Regions from separate parts of the Zea mays genome. Here region 2 is linked to region 1. The links are chromatin contacts, called in public Hi-C maps. All regions are on one chromosome and are shown on one strand. The core of a region is the stretch at or near the end of the contact, and the rest is flanking DNA. Distances in the headings are between cores, read along the strand shown. Region 1 overlaps LOC103646285 (DNA-directed RNA polymerase III subunit 1). Region 2 overlaps LOC100383448 (putative RING zinc finger domain superfamily protein).

Region 1 (4,858 bases), core at 1,775-4,274:
ATTTGCATGCCTCGTGTATAGTCTCTCATGTCTCGGTAGCAGTATCAGATTCCTTCAACCATGGTCAAACCAACTGAAAGATTATAGAACAGTGGGAAAATGAACTCACTATAAGTCGAGACATTTTTGTTCTACACTTTGCCTTTACATGAGCAACATATATATTATCTTATCATCAGCTGCTCTTACCACAGCATGCTATCCAGAGTTCCAAACAACAACTCCAATAGAAATTTCAAATCCAAGAACAACAACCAGTAATGAGATATCTGCTCTTGTAAAACTGACAATATAAACTATTAATGACAAATCTTCAAGGCCTCCAACTTTATTTCTCAAGAAATTAATAGAGAAAATATATATTAAATTTACACCAGAACATCCATGAAAATCATGATGAAAACAAACTTACAATTTTGTACAGAGTTGCATGAAATGCGTGGCTTTAGCCTCGTTGAATCGGCACATAAGCATCAGATTTGGTTCTCAATTGTTGATTAAACTGCATCCCTTTTCCTTCCTTAACTCCTGAAACATCATCCACCTCCGCACCTCCTTTGCCTCCTCCAATCTTCCATGTGACGCATAGATATTAGCAAGCAGGACATAGTTCCCGGTATTACCTGGCTCAATCACAAAAAGCTTCTTGGCTACCTCCTTACCCATCTCAAGGTCCCTGTAGTTCATGCAAGCCCAAAGGAGTTCGTTAACATGTTCAGGTGGAGCTTTTTCTTGAATGAATGTTCAAGTGTAACTTATTGTTTGATATATTATTACACATCAAATATACCATTATGATAGTTGCTTCTCCAGATGAACCACATTTTCATATTTCTATTCTCGGGGACATATCGTGTGCAATCACTCATATCTGTGCAATCGTGCAATCATCCAATATGAGACGTTCAATCTATATCTGACGGTAGCTATTTCAGGGGGGTTTGGCAAATTTCAACGGTGTGTGAGGTGAAAGAATATAAATATAACGGCAGTTACCATTGGATACATATTTAATGTTTCAGATTCGTTGATTGCACAATGCACATGATATTTTACCATTAAATGTAGATAGTAAAATGTAGATAGTACCGTTATCTAGACAGGTTGAGTAGTGTCTTTCTACAGTCAACAAGAAGGCAGAGGAAGCTACCTTTAGAAGTTGATGAATAAACTGGGTAACATCCTTGCCTGTAATTGGAATAGATCTGATACTGCTCCCAATGACAACCATCAGCAACCGGAGTGCAAGTTCTTTAATCCAATCGATGAGTGCAAGATCACCTTGCGTGCAAATATAATTTAGGAACAAAATAGTCGTGAAATCAAACATAAATCACTTACAATAAAAACAATACAAATTGATCCATACGGTACTATGGAAGTTATCATCTCACCGTTACTCGCATTTCTAGCAAAAATTTTCTGCAGATAGCATCTTTCTAATTTCCAACCCAGCGAAGACAGCAAGTGCCCTTTGTGTTGTGTATACACGAAACACAAGCTTAAGATGAATCATCAGCTCCTAGGTGCATCAAGCCTTCTTTGTAAGCTTCAAATTCATCGCTCGACCAGCGACACACAAGGTATAGATGGAATGTCGCCATCTGTATCCCAAGCAGCCGCTGCAAGAGAGAGACCGAATGAGACTCAATACAATGGAGTAGAAAAGGATAAAAATGAGAACATGTCGGTTTTCACGTAATCTGGGCACAATGGAGCCTAAAGTTTAGACTGGTCATAAGTTACATAGTGAATTATGGATTTATGGCATATCTTTTAAATCAAACATATGACATGCATCACACGTACCAGAGTCTATGCTGCTTCTGGCGCAAGGGGCTTCCCTTCCTCACAAACTACATGGTCTGCAACTAACTCTACGACACCTGCACCAACAAATGGTAGACTGACTTTTTAATGACCTCTTGGCAGAATTTTAAGCATATATGTAATGCAGACGAGACAGCAAACCTTTGTTCAAGCGAACTGGAAGTCCTTGCTTGCGTAGAAAGGGCTCCATCTCATGTGTGAACTGTTCTAGAGGGCCTTCCTTAAGCTCAACCTGAGGAATTGTAAATGTTTTTTTAAAAGGTTCTGTAAATTTGGCGAAACACATTATACAGGAAACCAAAAATGGCACTAAGGAGCTACCGCAAATAAGTTTCATTGTCAACTTCCTAGTGAGTCTATTTGAAGAAACCAAACCAGGGATATAAATGAAAAAGCAAAACCAGAATACCGTATCTGCCGCAGTACATCCTGTCCTTGCAAAATCATGCTCCTCAAATTCTCGAAACATCCTGCCAGTATGATATACATGGCCATATCAAAATCTTCATATATAAAGCTAAAACAAGAAATGCGAGTAACGGTGACGGCATCCGGATACTACCTCTCAACATCATCCCTTGGAAGATTGGTGAAGAACAGACCAGAGTTGCCTTGAAGGAACTAAACACAGCGAAGTTACTTCGGTCAAAACCTCATACTGATGGTCTGAGGAAACTGGAATACAGCGCCTACTAAATTTCGAAAAAGGGAACAGCTCTCGCCTTGGAAAGTTTGTGGAGGCCTGTCTCAGCTTCATCAGCAGGCGGACGCCCCAACGCTATCTGCATAACCTTCTTCCCAGCGAGAAATATCCTGGAACAGAAAAATATTGTGGCGGGTGTATCGTGGCTTGCGGGCGTTCGCGGCGGCTGGCGTTCGCGGCGACGGGTGGGGTTCGCAGCAGCAGGCGGGGTTCTATTGAGCTCGGGGCGGATAGAGGCAGGCGGGCGAATTGCAGCGGCAGGAGGTTCCCGACGGGCGAGGTTGTTCGCGGCAGGTTGCGACAGGTCTCGGCGGGCGTACCGCGGCACGGCGTGCGGGCTGTTCGCAGCGTTTGCGGAGCGGTCGCGGCAGACGCGATTCGCGGCGGTGGGGCGTTCGCTTCTTGCGGTTGGCGACGGTCAGGGGTCGCGACAGGCGGTTGGCGGCGGGCGAGGTCGCGGCGGGATCGGGCGGACGGTTGTTGGCGGGGGCAGTCTACAGTATGGTCTTAATAGTTAGTACAGATACAGATATATATATATATATGCAGTAGGCCTAGGCCTAATGGGCCTTAACAGCAACCATCTCACTGAAGTATCGTGGTTTGGCAAACACGCGTGTAATTCTTAATTCTCATTGTATTATTATTTTTCCTTTACAACACAGATATTTATCTAGTCAAGAAAAAAACAATGATTCTTCCCAGGCTTCATTAGCCTGCAGAGATATGTAACACGATCATGTACCACTGCCTAGAAGATGTAGCAAGTGTTTGCCACAATTTTACTCTCGCATTTGCCGATGCAGCCGAAGAGGGAGTTGTTGACCTAGAGTCTGCCTCATGGAGATGGAACGAGACTAGTTAGATGTTCACCGGAGAAATGACAAGCCGCCAGGGTTGCCCTAGGCTACGCTACGCTATGCATGTATGACCCAGCTATATATATGTACAGAGTTCCAGCTTCAGTCCACATGTATGTATCACGACAGTATCGGGTCCGGTTGGTACTTGAATTCAGGCACATGGTCGAGCCTGCAAAGGGAAATGGCATCAAATCAACAATATCATGTGGTTTGTTTAGAAACACAGGTACCACCGGAAAATTTCAAGTAAAAAAAAAAGATGGCAAACTTTTCAACAAGCTGGATGAGAAGTTCAGTGCAAAGTGTGTTGCGCCGTACCACAGTTTAAGGGTATAATAAAATTGTACGTACCTTTGCCTGACTTTGAGAATACCGGTACCGAGCTGCATGGGAATGCCCATGATAATGCATTCACTAACTCCCTCTATCTGATCCTGACGACCACTGTATGAGGCATTGAATAGATGTTCTGCGGTTTTCTCAAATGAAGCAAGCATCAGCACACTGCTTTTCATCTTTGCAATGCCGTATCTAGTAATGCCGAGAATTTCACCCTGCTCAGGGAATTCACACAAGTAAAACGGGTGAAGGTCTTTAAGCATGTAATAAAGCACATGGACAGTAGGAAAAACATCATCCATTTTCCAGAGAAGGTCAGATCATGATACCTTGTATGTCATTAAATCTGCCAAGAGCATCATATGTCTCCGATCAATGTTCATGCCATGACTTTTCATTGTGTATTGAATCTCATCAATAATAGATCTCCTAGCAGCTTCAATTCCAAGTGTTTGGTTCGTTTCCATGATGTGATTACTTTTCGTCTTCCTAGCATCAACTCCTGGGGTACCCATGACTGCCAGGAGGTTTGTTCTGTAATTACACATTTCTTTGATTAGCGCAGATCATGTCAAATGATACTGCATAAGCCATGCTAAGGCGTTTCTCAAAAAAAAAACATGCTAAGGCGAAACAGCTTTGATCTTGCCGTTCTTACTAACACGAAACTAGTTTTAAACGTGCAATTGAAGGTTACCAAAGTGAAGGTTACTGCTGCTAAATCAATAAAAAGAAATGCTAACTCCGATTATAAAAACATGCTGTTCAGGACATGATTTAGTGAAGCCTTAAAAACTATAAACAACAATAACTTTTACATTATTTATTTTGAAAACATGCAAATGTAATTATCTAGTTCGAAAACATGCAAGTTGAATGTGTATAATTGTACTGAAAAATACTTGCAAAATATCATAAACTTCGAAGGTTTTAAGAACATACCCTACAAAAACTACTGGTCAAATGTGACATTTTTTTCTTGTTTTGGGGGGGAGGGGGAGCTTACCCTTCAACCAACAATTGGTATCTTTCTGTCGCGTTGTTGACTTTAACTTCATCAATAACAACCCTTTCAACAGTTGGAATGCCCTGAATTTATAATTCTAGAAAGGTCAGCAATGAT
Region 2 (4,722 bases), core at 526-3,025, 390 kb after region 1:
GATATTGTTCAGTGGTTTATAAGATATGGGAGGGAAAAGGTTGGTCTATCTCATAGTCCAAATATGAGGCAAAAAGGATGTCAAGTCGTGTCAAACTTCCTGGTCTCGAGGCCACCTTTTGGCATGTGTTAGATTATGTAATTAGGCACAACTTAGGTAATTATAGTCCACTGGTTTGGGGTTTGTAGCTTAGTGAACACTTAGGGTCTTTGTTGAAGGGCTGATTTTTAGTTAATGAGTTTTCTGATTTCTCCTCTCTTCTCACACACATTTGACATGATTAGGGATTTTGCTAAGCCTTTTCGGTGCTTAACCCTTAATAACTTTTGTTAGTTATTTAGTGAAGTATAACTTTTGTTAATGGCCCACTTTGTGATGATGGGATTTAATTAGTTTCCTTAATCACTTGTTTTTGGTGCCCCCCTTGCTCCCAAGGGGTAAACTTAGGGTTTTGGGTTAATTCCCTCCCTTTGATTACTATGAGGTGATTTAGTTAAATCATTTAGGATGGTTAGCACCTAATTAGAGCCTTGTTCTTTAAGTGTGGTGACTTTTGCTCTAAGTGATCCACATGAGATAATGGGTTAAGGACTGTGGGTTGGTTTGACCCCCTTTACTAACACCTGAGGTGTTACACAAATTGCCCACGTTCTGTGTTTGTTCCTCAATTGTGATTTGTTTCTTCCTCTCCCCTCTCTCTAGTTCTCTTGCTTGCGCTTGATTCCTTATCAACTAAGTTGGTCCCAAAGTAATTCTGCAATCATTTGAGCAACTTGGGCAAGAACTCTCTCTCCCTCACTCTGATTATTGTTACTCTCGTTGTAACGCCTACTGGGGGTTGAAGTTCGTGTTTAAAGTTATAAATTTCAGATTTCTCCCATTCACCCTCTCTAGGCGACTTTCAGTATCATGTGGTTTGTTGGTATCAAACACCGACACACACCGGTGCCACACTAGACATATCTAGTGAGTACAACCTCAAATGCATAGTTGCAGATCCTCAAATGCATAGTTGCAGATCTCACTAAGTACCATGTTATGTGATATGTTCGATGGTACACTAGACACGTTTGGTGAGTACTTAACCTTTTAGACATAGTTTACATCCTCTCTCCATACCCTATCTAGCACCACGTTCGATGGTACATCAGACATGTCCTATGGATGCTAACTGTTAGGCCACTTCTACAAACTCTCTTATAGCCCTATCTAATGCATCCTATCTAACGTTCACTATACACACTAGTGTTACACTCAAACATAATAGGGCACCCCTGTCTAGTGTCCCATATCTGTTGCACACAAAACATTTCCGATGCTATTGCAACACCAAAAACTCGTTTTTTGAGTTAGGTTTTGTTTCAAAGTTCTTTTTGTAGGACACTTAAGTCTAAGAGGTGGGTGAATTAGACAATCTATTTATCTAAGGCCTTTATTCTTTGCCTAATCAAAACATATACAATAAATGAAGTATTTATATGTAACTATGATTTTGTCTAATTATTTAAATGAAGCTTAATTCTAAATAAAGAATTGTATAAATATAAATATGTTTCGAAAGAACCTAGATCTACTGGAAGCGCGAAATATTTCGAGGTAAAAAACGATTCACAGTTATTAATCCGTTGGAAGCGCGTTTGAAAGCATCTCTTCATATTCTAACCAGAATAAGAGCCGTTCCGGTCATCCAAACAGACATTTTCACACTCAAGAACCGAGACAAACAGGCAGAAAGTTAAGTGTGTGCAGTCGGGCTCTACTGGCCCAGCAGACAACCACCGACACCGTTGTCTTCTCTGTAAACGCTAAAGGGCAGGAATTTGGCACCAGTCAACCACCACAATCACATGTAACAAGAGTTCCCTTGGAATTTCTGTAACAGGGTGACTAACTTTCTTTAAATTTGACCAATGCATCTTACATTACAACAGCACTACAACAGTTGAGTTCCTTTGGCAGCAGACGCCTCCTAGCTCCGCTACTTCCATTGAACAAAACATTGTTACAGATATGGATATACTTATATACACAAATGGGAGTGGATGCTGAGTTGAGGCTTCACATGCGCAGTCAGTCGACAAACAATCCATGATACACGAAAACCTACCCCCAGAGATCAGCTAATATTCAATTTTCATGTATGTTGTGTATCGCACGGCGCAACACCAGAAAATTCTCGACAAATGGGGTCCAAATCTCTAGCAATGACTGACACCGCTATCGATGCTGGCGATCACAAGCCTGGCAGGCTCTGGCAGATTTGGGGTTTGCATATGTGCACTGATCGCATGTCCAGATGTTACTATCATCCACACCTCGGGTTGAGCCGCCAGATTTGGAACTGCTGCTTGATGCCCTGTTCTTGCCACTCTTACTTTTACCACCGAGGCTCTTGGAAGTTGCGCTTTTGCTGCATGTGCCATGGCTAGTGGAAGGGCCTACATCATTTAATCCAGTTTCCAGAGCCCGGACGAGATTTTCAAAATAATTGCGAGTCACACTGTAAAATTAAAGATGTCAAATGGAAAAAAAAGGTCATGTTTTTGAATTTAGAGCCTTAGAGCTGGTCAAGTCCTCACGGGAAAAAAAAGGAAACACAGTAAACATCCACAGGGATACAACATAGCAGTTATTTTGTAATTTTGTTCATGTCATCAAAGCAAGCATAGATGGCATAGAAAGAAGTAACATGTACCTAGTTAATCCAGCCAACTTTGTACGGAAATCATTGAAGTCTTTCGAGGGAGATTCTGCGTCAAGGTATATTTGAAGTTCTTTCTCTGCACATTGATGTAGCCGCTCCAAACCAGATTCTGCCTCACCTAGATAAACGACACCAAGAATAAGCCAGTTTAGTACATAGGTAGGGCCGTAGGGGTGCAAGTCCTATTTCTTTTGGGTCACTGGGTTGACCCAAAACTCATTTGATTCAAAGCAAGAGTACGATAAAAATAGGCCAGCCAACCGACCCACTTTTACCCATTGGTGCCATCACTTGCATCCCTAAACAAAGTCTAATAGTCTGTACATGTTTATTTATGAGATCAAAACTGCAAACCTTGCAGATATTCAAAGAACTGTCTTTTGGCATGCTCATGCTCTGGCAGGTAAAATCCATAGGCATAAGTCCACTTCAATACCCTTCTGCATTCAACAATCTGTACATTGACATTAAACTGGTCAGGGTAAAGCAACAAGACTTGTCAAAAACTAAAGTTGGCTAACGAACAATAATGAAGTAATACCTGTAACCATGCCTCTACAATGAACTTCAGCTGTGACTCAGGTTGACTTTGTATGTCACTTAACCTTTCAAGCTGAAGAGAGAAATGGAGAAGTCAATGTTAGTACAAGTTCTGGATAGGTTACAGAGAGCTAAACTATAAGGTTGCTTGAAAAGGAAAACATTAAGCAAGCCATTCGGCTGCTTGCTTCTGCAGCAGCAGCTGCCGCCGCCGCCTGGACGCAGCTTCTGCAGCACATTTGTAGCCGCAGCTATTATCAAAACCGGCAGCCGAACAGCTTGAAGGTTCTTAATGTTCCAATTGTATATGATTTTATCAGGTTAATGTGAATGGGGGGATAAAGAAAGAAGATAAACAATGGAAAACATCATATACCTTGTCATTCTGTAGGCTTTGAAGGTCCCCCAGTGCCTTTTGCCTCGACTGCGCCATGAACAAAACAGATGTTCAAGTAACTAAAAAAGGTGCTCTAGGCTTCTAGCGCAAAGTAGTGATATGAGAACTGCAATATCGACCAACAGTCCACCATTTTTTTTCATCCTACAGGGTTTAGGCAGACAAGAACCCAAATCTCATAAAACCACCTAAGGCCTTGCTCGTTTACACCAAACCAGCTCTAGATTAGCATGGATTAGAGTTAAATCCATGTCATAATCCATGCCCCAAAATAATCCAAGCCTTCTCAAAAAAATTTATTCGGTTAAACCCATCATGGATTATAATCCAAGGGTTTGGAAAATTTTTTAACTATGGAAGGCATGGATTCTATCCATAGCTCATTAGGTATGGAACAAATCCATGAAGATAATGCGCAAGTTTATATTAGAATCCATGGATCAAAAGAATAACTAGCTTTAAAAGATACATGGATTAAATGATGAATTTAATCCCACCATGGGATTGAGTGAGGTGTGGATTCACCCAATCCAGACCTGGATTAATGGTGGGATTTCATCCCTTGTAACCGAACAAGGCCTAAATGCGGAACTCAGCTGTCATTTCTGTACTGAAACTATTCAGCATTATTTTCTTGATTCTCAACCAACAACATGAACATCCAACAAAAAAATGGACAGTAGTAATTCCAGCCAACAGAACAGCTGGCATGCATCAATTGTCACTCTGAATGAACTCCATGCTAATGTAGATTTGAAGTTTCAGGTCACTTCAACCACATTCAATACTTACCGACTGATTGGCTGCCCATCGTTCATAATAATGTGTGTATCTCTCAAGGGAGTTCTTTGCCATTTCTCTTCTCCTTTCAGATTCATCATACTGTAGTCACAACAAACCAAAACATAAATAAATTGAGAAGATCTAGTACATGACCCAAACTTTGCAGGTCAGACAAAAGATATTAGATTGGAAGCGAAGAACTCCTACCGCTCCTTCTTGCCTTGCTGACTCATAGCGGTTACAAGCATAAAATCCACCAGTCCTCTCTCCATGCTCTGACCATGGACCAAGACATAGC

What was found. Hi-C and Micro-C count contacts between places; a contact is called where the count stands out from the background.
Region 2: a Hi-C map of leaf shows a contact between it and region 1, with 2.0 times the contacts expected there. The contact joins two enhancer-like sites. A contact is called at or near these places in 5 of 25 Hi-C or Micro-C datasets (endosperm, leaf, seedling and 1 more).

The regions. Positions count from the first base shown.
Region 1 is chr2:35,531,302-35,536,159 of Zm-B73-REFERENCE-NAM-5.0, forward strand. It overlaps LOC103646285 (DNA-directed RNA polymerase III subunit 1), which reads right to left. Exons shown (of 27, transcript XM_008671015.2): 24 at 4,742-4,824; 25 at 4,065-4,269; 26 at 3,748-3,950; 27 at 3,136-3,565. The coding sequence ends at 3,514. It also overlaps the pseudogene LOC103648548. Among protein-coding and RNA genes, the nearest start is that of LOC103646285, 30 kb to the right of the region's middle. Within about 2 kb of position 3,025, at least 17 of the 20 cell types and tissues checked have an H3K27ac peak or open chromatin away from gene starts, as enhancers often do. A contact at or near this core is called in leaf, where this site is marked.
Region 2 is chr2:35,924,391-35,929,112 of Zm-B73-REFERENCE-NAM-5.0, forward strand. LOC100383448 (putative RING zinc finger domain superfamily protein) reads right to left here. Exons shown (of 15, transcript NR_156721.1): 9 at 4,632-4,722; 10 at 4,434-4,523; 11 at 3,621-3,668; 12 at 3,246-3,317; 13 at 3,059-3,158; 14 at 2,696-2,822; 15 at 1,990-2,438. Among protein-coding and RNA genes, the nearest start is that of LOC100383448, 18 kb to the right of the region's middle. Within about 2 kb of position 1,776, at least 7 of the 20 cell types and tissues checked have an H3K27ac peak or open chromatin away from gene starts, as enhancers often do. A contact at or near this core is called in leaf, where this site is marked.